2 separate regions of the Sus scrofa genome follow, and region 2 is linked to region 1. Evidence: chromatin contacts called from public HiChIP or PLAC-seq data. All regions are on one chromosome and are shown on one strand. The core of a region is the stretch at or near the end of the contact, and the rest is flanking DNA. Distances in the headings are between cores, read along the strand shown. Region 1 has its middle 120 kb from the start of SLC5A3. Region 2 has its middle 21 kb from the start of KCNE2.

What was found. HiChIP or PLAC-seq counts read pairs in DNA pulled down with a chosen protein or histone mark.
Region 2: a contact with region 1 is called in an H3K27ac HiChIP or PLAC-seq map of skeletal muscle, with 9 times the contacts expected there. The contact joins two enhancer-like sites. A contact is called at or near these places in 14 of 47 Hi-C or Micro-C datasets (alveolar macrophages, brain, embryonic fibroblasts and 9 more) and 1 of 2 datasets of contacts at active chromatin or transcription factors (skeletal muscle).

Annotation. Positions count from the first base shown.
Region 1 is chr13:197,808,543-197,816,016 of Sscrofa11.1, reverse strand. No RefSeq gene overlaps it. Among named protein-coding and RNA genes, the nearest start is that of SLC5A3, 120 kb to the right of the region's middle. Within about 2 kb of position 3,341, at least 52 of the 83 cell types and tissues checked have an H3K27ac peak or open chromatin away from gene starts, as enhancers often do. A contact at or near this core is called in retroperitoneal adipose tissue, skeletal muscle and subcutaneous adipose tissue, where this site is marked.
Region 2 is chr13:197,955,386-197,961,912 of Sscrofa11.1, reverse strand. No RefSeq gene overlaps it. Among named protein-coding and RNA genes, the nearest start is that of KCNE2, 21 kb to the left of the region's middle. Within about 2 kb of position 1,857, at least 12 of the 83 cell types and tissues checked have an H3K27ac peak or open chromatin away from gene starts, as enhancers often do. A contact at or near this core is called in retroperitoneal adipose tissue, skeletal muscle and subcutaneous adipose tissue, where this site is marked.

The DNA.
Region 1 (7,474 bases), core at 2,092-4,591:
TAATGGTTTATAATTGCTGATTTTCTGAACCATATGTTATATTACTTATTCAAAACGCTAAATAAATAAAACATCTAGCTAAGAGAAGGAAGTAGGGGACAATGGCCCCTCTCTCTGCCCCTGGCCCCGGGAGCAGCAGAGCGCCTGCTGAGCTGAGCAGTGAGCATGCGCGGTTGTCTTGGTTTCACAGAGCCCGCGGGGTGGGGGTGAGGGGGGCGTGGCTGAGTCTCTGAAGGTTCCAGGACTTGCTCAGGCCTGTGCAAGGAGGTCAAGGGTGATTGTAGAGCTGGATGCCCAGGGCGGGGACTCGCTGAAGTGATGAATCCTGTGGTTTTAGAATGGAGTCCCTGACCACCAGGCAAAGGAGGCGCAAGTACCTGTGAGGGGCCACCGCGGCCGCATTCTAGAGCGGCTGGGAGGGAGCCCTGGGCCAGCTGGCCAGTTCTGCAAAGAGTTCTGAGGAGCGAGGCATTGTGGGATTTTCAAAACTGGCCTCATCAAATTTCTCTATTTCCCCCCCCACCCCATTGCCCTTCTCACGTCGTGAGAGGCCTCGACAAGATTACAAAAGCAAGGAGGGTGGGGGGAGGCAGAGACTTGGAAAGGAGACAGGCCTGTCAGCAGAATGCAGCTGCCCCCAGGCCCTTGGCCCAGGACCCGGGACTGGCCTAGTTAAAGACGGGAGGGCCGCAGCCCAGACACCTGATTCCATTTTGTGATTTCCTCAGGGAGGAGTCCATCCATCCAGCAACGGGGGAAGTCATTTACTTCTTTGTGAGGCTTTTTCTTTCCACGTGGAGGACTGTCTAAGCAGCCCAACCGCAGGCTGGCAACACTGGCCTGCAAGTGAGGGGCTGCCAGGGGCTGCAGGCCACCCCCACCCACCCACCCACCGGGAGAAGAGGGCCCCTTTCTGCTTCTCAACTTCTGGCACTGCCTGGGTCCACCGGCTATCACGATGGGCCCCAGCTTAGATCCCAGCACAATCCCAGGTTGCTCCTAGGATTCTCAGAGCTCCCCAGTTTCCTCCTGTTTTCAGAGCCCCCTCCTTGCAATTTAGTGAGTATGAGCAACTGCGTTATAGCTAAACCACATTCCCAATAAGACTGTGGCCTCCTGGAACCCGGGATCTGCATTCTACTTCCTTCTATTCTCCAAAGCCCCCAGCACACGCTCGAACACAGCAAAGCTTTTGATAAAGGCTTGCCGGCGGCTTCTCGGAGTCCAAAGTTGCATTGCAGTCATAAGACCCAAGGGGGAGCCTCAGCAGTGCTGTCCAGTGACCATCCAGAACCCTCACCGCAGAAGCCAGGGCCCTTCAAAGCCCATCAAGCTTTTCCTAACCCCTGCTCCCCATCTCACTTCGCCAGCCCCTAATCCCACCCTCATCACCCACTCCCCTCCAGCAATAGTGCCTGCTCCTCCAACAGGGAGAACCACAGTCCCACCTCAGGGCCTTTGCACTCTCTGCCCTCGCCCCCCACACACATCTGGAATGTTCTTTCCCCAGAAATCCACAGGGCTCACCCCCTCACCTCCTTGTCATCTGCTCCAAGACCACCTTCTCAATGAGGCTCTTTCTCCTGGCCCTATTCAAAATCACCCCCCATCCTTCTCTCCTGCTGTTTTTTCATCACTTATCACCACTTGAAATACTCTTGCTTTCTTATTTATCATCTGTCTCCCCTAAGACAGTAGGATCTTCCCAAAGGCAGGGATTGTTGTGTTGTCTTCAGTGCTGTATCCCTGGGCCCATAAGAGCTGTTCAATAAATATTTATCGACTACCTTAATACATGTAGCCATATATTAATGTAGCAGTGACTCTTGGTCTAAGTTAATTCAACTTAACCATGTCTATTGTTTATGCATGCGGATAAAAAAACACTTCCATAGATTCCTTAACAAACAGTCTTAGAGACATAATTCCATTGTCTTTTGTCTCATTTCGTTGTCTCAGGAATTGTTATTATATGGATTTTTACAGAGGTTAAAAACTAAGACTCAGGGAACTGTGGGAGCTTTTCCAGAATCTTCAGCAGGTCGCTAGCAGAACTAGGGCAGCCAGGGTTTCCTGTCTTCTTAACCTCAGCTCAGCTCACCTATTTCAGGCCCAGGACGGCCCTTTCTTAGCCTTCTGTCCTACGGGGTCCTCCCGAAGCCTCATACTTGTCTTTATTTTCTCCTTTCCCCTCCCACAGGGCTGAGGCCCACGATCCCGCTCCCCGTTCCAATCTCAGGAGAAGCTTTTGTGATGTCTTCTGGCAGAGGCGCTCAGAGGCAAGGTTGCATTCTGATTTTTGGACTGTGTTCACTAGGCTCTTTTACACTGCGAGGAGCAGAAACAGGCCTGGAATCCTTGAAATCATGAGGATTTATTGCAGGGCTTCACGTGGAGTTAAGATAGCGATCTCTTAACACAGCCCAGCTTAGTAGAAACGCTAGAAACGCTATGGCCTGCGCAGCAGCCTCACTCCGGGGACTGGAACTCAGGCTCCCCGCTCCTCCCCCTTCTTTGCCTGGCTAGCTCCTATCCTTCCATCTCGGATCAGGATCCCCTCCTCCGCGCAATGGCAGACGGAGCAAGATGTGCCTCCCTGGAATTTTCTGTGCGTCTCTGGATCAGGGCACGGATCCTATTACCTTAGGTTCCTCTGCAGCTCTGGGTCTCCAGGCTCCCTTATTATATATACACACACCTTTGCCGATTCCTAAACCCTTCGCTCTCTAGGACCCACCAGCCACTTCCAAAGGGGTGCCAGTAGTTCCTGGTGGATGGATCTAGAAAGGTGGTCGATTCATTCATTCTCCGCATACTTATTGGGTTGTAAAGCCCTGACGAGGAACCCGAGGGGCGATTGCAGGCAGGACTTAATGGCTTCGGTGGGCAAGGCGGGGGCTGGGGACGGTGGCTGATATCACACACACCCCCAGCACACTCTTCACCAGAGGGGGAAATGCCACCACAGGGCTCCCCCCAATACACACACACCCTCGCCAGCCTCTCTTTGATTTGCTGACAGCTCCTCTCGCAGAGAGGTGGGGGTAACTTGAGAGAAAACAAAAACAAAAACAAAAACAGCTCCTGCACGGTGACTGGCCTGAAAGTGCCCCGAAACTGGGCGGCTTTGGAGGGGCTCCCGAAGCAGCGGGCCCGGCCCAAGACCCAGGGACGTGGGGACCCAGAGACCCGGGGATGCAGGATGCTGAGCGCGCGCCGCCGCCAGGGGCCGCGGCAGCCGCCCGCCCGGCGCATGGAATTTTCCACCGCCCGGCCGAGCTTGCACAATTGCGTCTCATTGGCCGAGCGGGGGTGTCTGTCCCCGCTTGGGGACGGAGATTAGATTAGCCTGGGAGCCCTCCTCAGTGGGCTTGGCAGGGTTCTGATTAATCAGGTCAGCGGGGCCAGGGAGGGGAGTCGAGGGAGGGTGGGAGGGGGGAGCCGGCGTCTGTTTTCAAACCCAGCTAAGCTCCAGCCTTTGGATGTCACCTTTCTACACAGAAAATGCTCCAGTGAGCCGGGAAAGGGCGAGGGAGATTAGAATTTGCCTCTTCATAGTAAAATTCCCTTAGAAACCACTGGAAAATAAGATTCCCAATGCCCAAGTCCTGCTGCCTCCGCATCCCGAATTCGCCCGCCAACACCCACTCCCCCTTTAGTCTCCGTCTGGCCCTGGCATTTAACCCTTTGAGCAGCCATGCCGCCAAGAGTTTCTCTTTGGACAGTGATTGGCACAGGCTTCTCCATCGAATCGGAACTTCAGAACCGAATCCGTTTCCACGCACTCCCCTCCCCCCCAGGGTCAATCCAAAAATGCAGACAGTTAAAACCAGAAATAGGGAAAAGTGGCTCTTTTCTGACGGTTGGAGAATCAGCACGAACTTCATACCCTGACGTTAAATGTGCAGCGAGCCTTGAGAGACCGTCGCTGTGCTCAGATAGATTGTCTGCATAATGGGATTTATGTGTGAGCAACTCCTGTTGATTTATGATTAAAATACTCCCCTTGTTTTGTTCTCTGCTGAAGTTTCTGGCGTTAGGAAGTTCCTTTCTGAGAGTTACTGTTGAAGCTGCCACAAAGGCCAGCTCGCTCCCTTGGGGGATGTTTGGCGAGTGAATGAATGATGTTCCCCTCAGGTCAGGGTCCTTAGAATGACAGCAGTATTAGCTTCTGGGTCCTAGTGCCGGCTGTGTCACTTACTAGTCATGTGACCTTAGACAACTCAATTTCCTTGAGCCTCAGATTCCTTACTTTTAAAAATGGGGTTATGGGGTTCCCTGGTGGCTCAGCAGGTTGAGGATCTGGCGTCTCGCAGGAGTTCCGTCCCTGGCCCTGGGATCTTCTGCATGGGTATGGCTGAGAAAAAAAAAATGGTGTTAATACGTTTCTCAAAAGTTAGGTGGAGAATTACCTTGTGACCCAGCTACTCCACTCCCAGGTGTACATTGAAAAGAATTGAAAATGGGTACTCCAAACAGATGCTTGTACGGGAATGTTTATTACAGCATTAGTCACAGTAGCCAAAATGTGGAAATAACCCGTGTCCATCAACAGATGATCAGATAAATAAAATATGGGAGCATATCCATACAATGAAATATTACTCTGGCATAAAAAGCAATGATGTTCAGATGCAAACTATTACATTTAGAATGGAGAACAATGAGGTCTTATTGTATAGCACAGGGAACTATATCCAGGCTTTTGGGGTAGTTCATGATAGAAGATAACAGAAAATAAAGGAATGTGTGTGTATACACACACATATTATACACACACACATATATATGTATAACTGGGTTACTTTGCTGTACAGCAGAAAGTGGCACAACATTGTAAATCAACTATAACAAGAAAATAACTTTTTTTAAAAAAGGGATTATGTACACTCAATAACATGGATAAACCTTGAAAACATTTCGCCAAGTGAAAGAAGACAGACACAAAAGGACATGCACTGTATGATTCCACTTCTATGACACATCCAGAAGTGGTCAGACAGGAAGCAGTTGGGGGTGGCCAGGGGCTGGGAGAATGAGTTAGGGACTAACAGCTTAATGAGCATGGGATATTTTGGGGGGAGGGGGTGGGGAGGGGGGGCATGCGCAGAGTGATGAAAATGTTTTGGAACTAAAAAAAGGTGGTGGTTGTGTGGACCAAAAAAAAAAAAAGGTTGCCTGCCATTTCAGTAAACAAAGAATATTCCATGCTATTCTGGTAAACTATTCTTGATGCCAGGCACCAAACCATCAGCCACTGCAGTCACCCCAGGGCATTCAGTTTGAAGAAAAACAGGATACTGGCCCTAGATTGTTAAGATGCATATCAAAGGATTAATTCTGATGAGCCCAGACTGTTGCATCTTCCCATATATAGGAAAGCACTAAAATCATTAACTTGCGATGTCTGGTTTTGGTGATTAGCAGTCATCTTTTGATGCCCCACTACATATGTTTTTTCTTTTTTTTTTTTCCAGTAACAACTGCTAAATATCCCGGCTCCTCCCCCGCCTCTTCAGGACAGTTCCTCTGAGCCATCTGAGAGGCTGTGTCCCGGTCATCAGTAGGATCCTTAAATAAATCAAAACTTGCAACTTTTAGGTTGTACAATTTTTGTTTTCCAGTCGATAGTTGCACAGCCTTGTGAATGTGCTAAATGCCACTGCAGTGTTTTCTTTCAAATGGTTAGTTTTACGTTATAGGAATGTCACCTCAATACAAAAAGATGTCATGAGGCTAACCTACAAATGCCTGTTGTCCATAATTAGGACATCTCTGGAGAGATATTCGAGCAACTTAAACACCTCATTCCTCGCCTCCCTCTACCTTAGGCCCTGGGCCATGTGGATCCTTGAGAATAGGGCACTTGGTGGTGTGACCTAAGCCCCAGCCCGGGAGCCTCCACAATGGTCTGTCCTGCAGGCAAGAGAGCCTCAAGGGACCATGGAAACCACTGAAAAGCTAGTCGATGCTGGAGAGGGTGTGAGAAGAGGGAAACCTTCTGCACTGTTAGGAATGTCAATTGGTGCAATCGCTATGGAGAACAGTATGGAGGTTTTTAAAAAAACTAAAAATCGAGTTACTGTATGATCCAGCAATCCCACTCCTGGGCATTTATCCAGAGAAAACTCTAGTTTGATAAGATAGAGGCACCCCAGTATTCATTGCAGCACTATTTACAATAGCCAAAATAAGGGAGCAGCCCAAATGTCCATCTGCAGAGGACTAGATAAAGATGTAGTACATGTGTACCGTGGAATATTACTCAGCCATAAAAAAGAATGAAATCAGGCCATTTGCAGCAACATGGATAGGCCTAGAGATGATCACATTAAGTCAGTCAGAGAAAGACAAACCTCAAATGATATGACTTATATGTGCTATCTAAAAATAAGATATAAATGAACTTATTTACAAAACAGAAACAGACTCATAGACACAGAAAACCAACTTATGATTACCAAAGGGTAAGTGGGGGAGGGATAAATTAGGAGTTTGGGATTAACAGATACATGCTCCTATATATGAAATAGATAAAGAACAAGGACCTACTGTATAACACAGGGAACTATATTCAACATCCTGTAATCATTGTAATGGAAAAGAATCTGAAATATAACTGACTCACTTTGCTGCATACCTGAAACTAACACAACCTTATAAATCAGACTCACTTTGTTGCATACCTGAAACTAACACAACCTTATAAATCAATTACACTTCAAAAAAATCACCTAAAATGCTGAAAGGAAGGATTGGAGTGTTTAAAAATTTTTATTCAGGCTCTCCAGAGGAACAGCCACAGAACTGGTGTTGTGGCCACTCAGGCTGGGAGCCAGGTAGTCTGGGCTGCCAGCGCTACCCTCTCCCACACACAGGACCTCCAGGTTCGGCTCTTGCCCAGAGTCAGTTTTCTCATCCAAACATTGGGGTTCATTGAAGTACCTGCCACACAGGGCTGCTGTCAGAATTCAGCAAATTAATGCATGTGCCAGAAATATGCTCAACAAATGTTAGATGCTGTTATTTAGGAAAAGGTAAACAAAGACCGAGAAATGCTGGCTGGTTTATGCTTTGTTGGGCTGGGGGGGTGTCCACAGTGAGAAAGACAAGGGGCCACTTTGAGCATGTAAAGCAAAAGGGGGCTGAAGTTCCCATTGAGGTGCAACCAGATCAGTTGCCACTTGGGAGCACTGGGACACAGGTTCCACCCCAGCCCGGCACAGTGGGTTAAGGAGCCAGCGTTGCCACAGCTAAAGCTGAAGCTTGGATCTGATCCCTGGCCTGGGAACTCCATATGTCGCAAGGTGGCCAATAAATAAATAAATAAATAAATAGAAATAAGCAAAAGGGGGCACTTTGATTTTTTTTTTTTTTTTTTTTTTTTTTTTGCCTGTCTTTTTAGGGCTACACCCGAGGCATATGAAGGTTCCCAGGCTAGGGGTCTAGTCGGAGCTGTAGTCGCCAGCCACAG
Region 2 (6,527 bases), core at 608-3,107, 150 kb before region 1:
CGGGCCTCTCTCTTCTTGGGTGTTATAGCTGAAATTTAAGTAGCTGGCACCAGGTGGCGCCAAAGCTGAGCTTTTTCGTTGCGTGGACCTGCCAGACCTCTCAGAAGCCCTCCACTGAATCTCAAATCCTGGTGCTTCCCACTCAACTACAGCATTTCCAGCACATTAAGCTCTTTATGAAAAGAGCAGACATCCTTGCTTGCTTAAAAAGCACATCGCTGAATATTAACATCCACGCCTCTTTCTGAAAGGGTTCCATTTTACAGGAAGAAGAAAAGTACATTGAGGTAGAAGATAGAACCTTTGCACTAAACACCAATTGCTTTAAATTGCTGCTTATTCTAACTTCAACTTTTCCTTATATGGATGCTCCTGGAATATAGATAACTGTTTCAGACCCATAGAGCATTTTGAGCCATTAAAAGCCATGCATTTCTCTGCAGTTCTCTATGTGATAGAAGTTCAAATCTACCTGTAGCTTTGCTGACTGTTGAGCCTGGAGAATATTTTGAGAACTGAAGTCCTCCTGTTTTGTTTGTCAATGTCCAGTTCCTCCTAACCCATGAATTGCCCGGTTTCTTTCTATGTGGATGAATTATTTTCTGCTTTCTTGTTCTCCCGTACTAAAACCTGAGAGACACAGCTGCTGCATATATGCCGCATGTCCCATTGACCTCTTATTTTCCTGATTCAGATATGTCTTCGACAAGAATTTTCCTTCTTCCTAGTTCTTTTCTTTGAAGTTTCAAGCAGGGTGACCAACTTGTGCTGGCTTGCCTCTGGAATTCTTTTCCCATCCTGTGCCCTGGGAACCCCTGGGTTCCAGATAAAACCGGACAGTTTGCGATGCTAGCTTTAGGGTCTGAGTAAAAGTTAACTTACGATGAAATTCAGATTAGGGCCAACCACTGCAGCGGGCTTCCTTCGCAGTGGCACACTTATTACACATTCGTTGATTAATTCACTCATTCATCCAGCAGACATGCATGTGTTAAGTAAAACTCGACTCCCTTGGCCATTCCAAACCTATCTACGTGACTCTTAATGTTCTCACCTTTCACCAAAGTTTGGTTTGGTTTTGGTTTTTTTGCCACGCCAGCAGCAGGTGGAAGTTCCCAGGCCAGGGAACTTCCAGAACCCAAGCCACTGCTGTAACAATACGGCATTCTTAACCCACTGCACCACAGGAGAACTCTTGGTGCCAATGATTTGTTATATATCTTCTAAGGCCCGCAGTGCTGAACAGAGCATCTAATCTGAACAGACGCTTCATTAGTGATTATTCCATGAAAGAAGAGAAATGAAGGCCCCCCCACTTCCCCCTTGAGGCTCCACTTCTCTGTGGCCCTAAATCGTATATCTTCAGTCTAGAATCTTACCAGCCTCTGCCTGATGCTGAACAATCTCTTAGGCAGGAGTAGCAAAGGCGACATCGTAATGCCCCACGGGGCCTTGGCCCTGGTGGAGACGACAGTGTCCAACATTTTTAGAACCTGCCGCAAATTTCCAAAATTCCTTGTTACCCTTCCAAGAATAAAATCTCCCCAAATTTGTGTTCCGTGAGGTTTACATTTATATTTATCAGAGGCTAGTGTTTAGGAAGGACTCAGAACTTCAGGAGCAGGCTGAGTTCCACCCCAGACCCTCAACGGTTCCGAAGAGGAGGCAGTGGGAGCGGGAGGGAGGAATTCGCCTGTGAGGTTGTCCTCTATTCCCAAATAAGTTCCGTCTCTCTTTCCCAGCCAGACTCTCTATAAAAGGGAAAACTGGACAACAGGCAGTGGGAAAGGAGCTCGTCCTGGCAACTTTCTGTGAAACGCGTACACCACGCTGTTTACAAATTCCTGCAGCTAGCCCCGGAGTCCAAATGTAGACAACTCTGTTTATGTAACTAAAATAGATGCTTATACCGTGTGATTAAGGTGGCTACTGGGAGTTGGGCCATGGTCGGGAGACCTTGGCTGCAGCTGAGGCCAGAGGCGAGTGCAGGGCACAGAATCCCCTGGGACCCTGGGCAGGTATGAGTCTTTTTTTTTTTAGAGACTAGCTTTTGGGTCTAGAACTCTCCCAGGGACGGCACATCCAAGAGGCAGGGGAGAAGCCAGAACCTGGCATCCGTGGCTGGCTGTCTATCCCAGGGGATGGAGCTCTTCCTTGAAGAGGGATCAGCCCAGCACCCTCCCTCTCAGCCAGCTCCCTTCTCAGCACAGTGCTTGGACTGAAGCCCCCATCCTGCACCAACAGAAGACTTGTTCCAACATATGTTTCCAATCAGCCACCCACTTGCTTGGGTCAGTAAGGAGGCTCAAATGTTTTGGGGTAAGGAGACATACAGCCCAATAGAACATTCCCTCCAAACCCTGGTCTCAAACTCACCATGTCCTTCCTACCTCTGGACCCCCCCAGCGTCATGACCAGAATGGCTTCCTTCACAAGACCCATTCGAGTCTCATTTCCTCTCCAGATGTGCTCCACTTCTCCCACAGGAAGAGGTTTGCTCCCCGCTGCAGAAAGAGATGACCCATCTCCAGGTCCATCCACCCCACTCCTAGGAGAGCTCCTTGGGGTCAGGGTCTTGGTCTCAGCATCTTGATACCAGCCTTGACCCTGGCACAGAGTCCACCATGGGCACTCATGTTGGTAAGTGGTTTGTCTTGCTGAGTCTGGGGAAGGCAGCACTGATGGGCCGTAGGATGTGAGCAGGAGAAACAGTGCTGGGAATTCTTCTTCAATGCACCCCATCAGCTCCCCACATCCTGAAGGTGGAGGCCCTGTTCTCATGGCTCATGGGCCAGGCATGGCCACCCCGTTGCCCCCTGCAGCTCACCTGGGTGCCAGACTCTCCATCGCTCTCCTCTGGGTTCCAGTCTCTGTAGACCACAGTTGTTGGAAGGAGCCAGGAGCCTTGGGGGACTTGGCACGTCATTTCCTCTCCTAAGACCTGCTGTCCCACCAACTGGATCCACTCTCTGCCTTGTGCTACTCACGGCTCAGCCCTCTGCTTAAAAACTGCACCTCCCTAAGGTCTAGCTCATGTTTCCTCATATGTTTGCACCATAGAGGGGTTAGGGGAGGGGCTGCCATAGCATCTCAGGTGTGCACACTCCCCTTTGAGAGGAGGAGCAGGGCCCTATCTCTGGCACATGCCCGTCCAGTCCTGGCCATGTGGTATGTGGGCAGGAAATCCATCTTTCTCTCCACCATCATCCCAATGCCAAGCCCATTGCCTGGCTTACTAAGAACAAACGTACACATGAGCTGATGAATCGATACGCTGATTAATCAACCGAAGGAGGCCTGAAGCACCTTTGGGGAGAGAGCCTTAAGCAACCGGAATCCAGGTCACCTGGAGGCAAGATCAAACTGGAACTTGCCCGTGGCCACCAGTGCTTCTGGGGAAGAAAGGGTAGCTGTCCTCTGTATGAATGAACAGGCTCTTACACGGCAATGGGTCAGCGGAGGAAAGGTGACGGAAAAACCCTCACAGTTGTCGAAAATGTCATTTTATCTTTTCCTTTGGACAAAATAAACACAAGCTCTCTTCACTGAGTCCTTAAGGGGAAGTGGGTGGCTGTGGCTCGTCGTGGGAGGAAGACAGGCTCTTGACCGTCAACATCTCTGATCTCAGAGGCAGACTCAAGGAGAAGGAGGCCCCACTGAAGTCACACTTGGATGCCAGACTCGCTGCGCAAGGGAGGGCGCTGCGGCTGCCAGGACCAGCCCAGGCACACAGGGGGGGCATTCACAGCCTCGTGGCCACAGCCCCTCCCGTCTGCCCTGTGCACCCCAGCAGCAAACAGAACTCTCTGTCTCAGTGCCGGAGTCAAGCCTGCACAGAATTAACTGTAATAATTGGCAGGTGGGCCGCTGGCTTCTGGGTTTCAATTCACCAGGGGCTCATGAAAAGGGAAGAAAGAAAAGTGATGCTGTGCTGTAGCCAGTATTTAGCTGGGGCTCGGAGAAGTTTCAGCTTTCCATGACAAGAAACAAACTGTGTGGCTGCAGCTGCCCTGGGCAAACAAGGGCTCCAGGACGGCCTTGGAGAGAGAGGCCCTGGCTGGCCATGATCACTTTGCTCCTTGGGGAAAGAGGAGGAAATAGGCCTTGACCTGCTGCCCTTCTCAGAAGCACAGATAATGGAGAAGAAAGGAGTCTTTCTGGGAGGTTTTTTCCTTGGATGGAAGGGAGTGATCATCACCCCCCAACATTTTTCCATGGCAGGAAGGCCCTCGAAACACTTCGCAAGAGTACCTGCAATAAGGATGTTTGTCCCAGCCCACAGCTGAGCCACCATTCACCAGCCTCCACTGTACTTCTGATCTTTGCCCACTGCAGACATCACTAATCAACAGCACTTATATTTTCTCCTGAGCCTTAGATATGGACTCAGCATCCTTCTCAACACTGTACTCGTGAAGCCACTAAAAATTAATAGGAGTTGGCATGAAAGCCAAAAAATATTTGCCACATCTCTTTTAGTAACTCTGAAGAGGCCAAAGTTACAATCTCACCAAAATTTCTGCAAAGACAGGAGTGCGGCGAAGTCCTATGACGGAGCTGTGGCTTTGCTGCCAGTTACAGCCCCAGCTGGGGATCCTTCGCATTGCTCTCCAGAGAGGGGGCTCTGATGATGACCCTCAGGGAGGGGGACGCTGGGCAGGATTTCACTGGAGACCCATGTACAGCGGCCCAGGCCTGGGGCAGCCAACGCCAAGGGCATGTCTTTTCTGTTCATGGCACCTGCATCCGGGGCTAGTCCTTCTCCTGGAGCTTTTGCCTCCAATCAGCTACAGAGGGACAGAGCAGCCGCCATCCCGAAGTGCTTTCTTGGGGACGGCTGCCCCGTCGGCAGGGACGCTGGCCATGCGCGTCTCCCTTGCTCTTTCTCAGCAGGATGGTTTGCTCCCCTTTTCACTGGAAGCTAGTGGATAGTGCTGGGGTGGGGGGACTGGCTGCCAGGGCTGGGAAACATTGAAGAAGCGGCTTCCCTTGGGGTCAAGTCCACATTCTTCCCAGGGGAGAATGTCCTTAGTTCAGGGCCCAGGTGACACCAACTCTGCTTTCAAGGATGGCCATCCTTGGGTGTCCTTCCAGTGGGCTTTGGGACCAGGTCTCCTAAGTTCCTTTCCCCGGTCCTATTGTTAAGCACATGAAAGATCAAAGCCTGAAGCACCTACAAGGGTGCTTTGCTCTTCTCAGCCTAAGGCTGGGAGGAGCTGCCTCAGCCATCGCAAGTTGCAAGTCGAGTGCTGTGTCCTGGGCACTGGCCTACTTCTCCAAAAAGGAGGGAGACCTGGGCAGCCCCTCCCTCTCCCCCACCTCGAGGTGTGGTGGCAGGGCCACTGCTTGGGGTCTCAGATGGCCACTTCAGCTCTCTAAATCGGCTTTCTCCCCTGCAAAATGGGAATAATGACACCACCTCCTAGGATCGCTCTGAGAGCAGAATGAGATAGTTCTATGTATAAACTAAAATTTATTTCTTTATATTTTTTTAAATTACAGAGGAGTTCCCATTGTGGCACAGCAGAAACGGGAACACGGCTAATATCCATGAGGATGCGGGTTAATCCCTGGCCTCACTCATTGGGTCAAGGATCTGGCATTGTGGTGAGCTGTGGTGTAGGTCACAGATACAGCTTGGCTCCTGCACTGCTGTGGCTGTGGCTGTGGTGTAGGCCAGCAGCTGCAGCCATGATTCAACCCATTCCCTGGGAACTTCCATATGCTTTGGGTGCAGCCCTAAAAAAAGGCAAAAAAAAAAAAAAATTACAGTGGGTTAAAGCATCCAGTGTTTCCTCAGCTGTGGCATAGGTTTCAGCTGCCACTCAGATTCACTCCCTGGCATGGGAACTCCTATCTGCCATGGGTGTAGTCATAAAAAATAAAATAAAGTTGATTTACAATGCTGTGCTAATTTCTACTGTACAGTAAAGTGACTTGATACACATATACACAGTCTTTATGTATGTACACATTCTTTGCATAAGTATATATGCGCCTTCTATACACACACACACACACACACACACTTTTCCATCGTGGTTTATTCTAGGAAATTGGATAGAGTTCCCTGTGTCATACAGTAGGACCTCCTTGTCTATCCATTCTAAATGTAATAGTTTATATCTATTAACCCCCAGCTCCCAGTCCATCCCTGTCCCTCCTCCTTGGCCACAAGTCTCTCCTCTATGTCCGTGAGTCTGTTTCTCTTTTGCAGATAGGTCTATTCATGCCATATTTTAGATTCCGTACAAGTGTTATCACGTGTTGTCTTTCTCTTTCCGACTTACTTACTATACTAATCTCTAGCTGCATCCACGTTGCTGTAAATGACATTATTTCATCCTTTTTCATGGCTGAGTTAGCCTACGTAAAATGCCCAGCGTGCAGGAAGCACCCAACAGAAACAGACTATTATCAGTGCGGGTAGATATTTCAGTCATAGCACCATTCCTATGGATTTTTAAAAATTGTGGTAAAATACACGTAACAAAAATGTACTCTTTTTCAGTGTATAATTCAGTGGC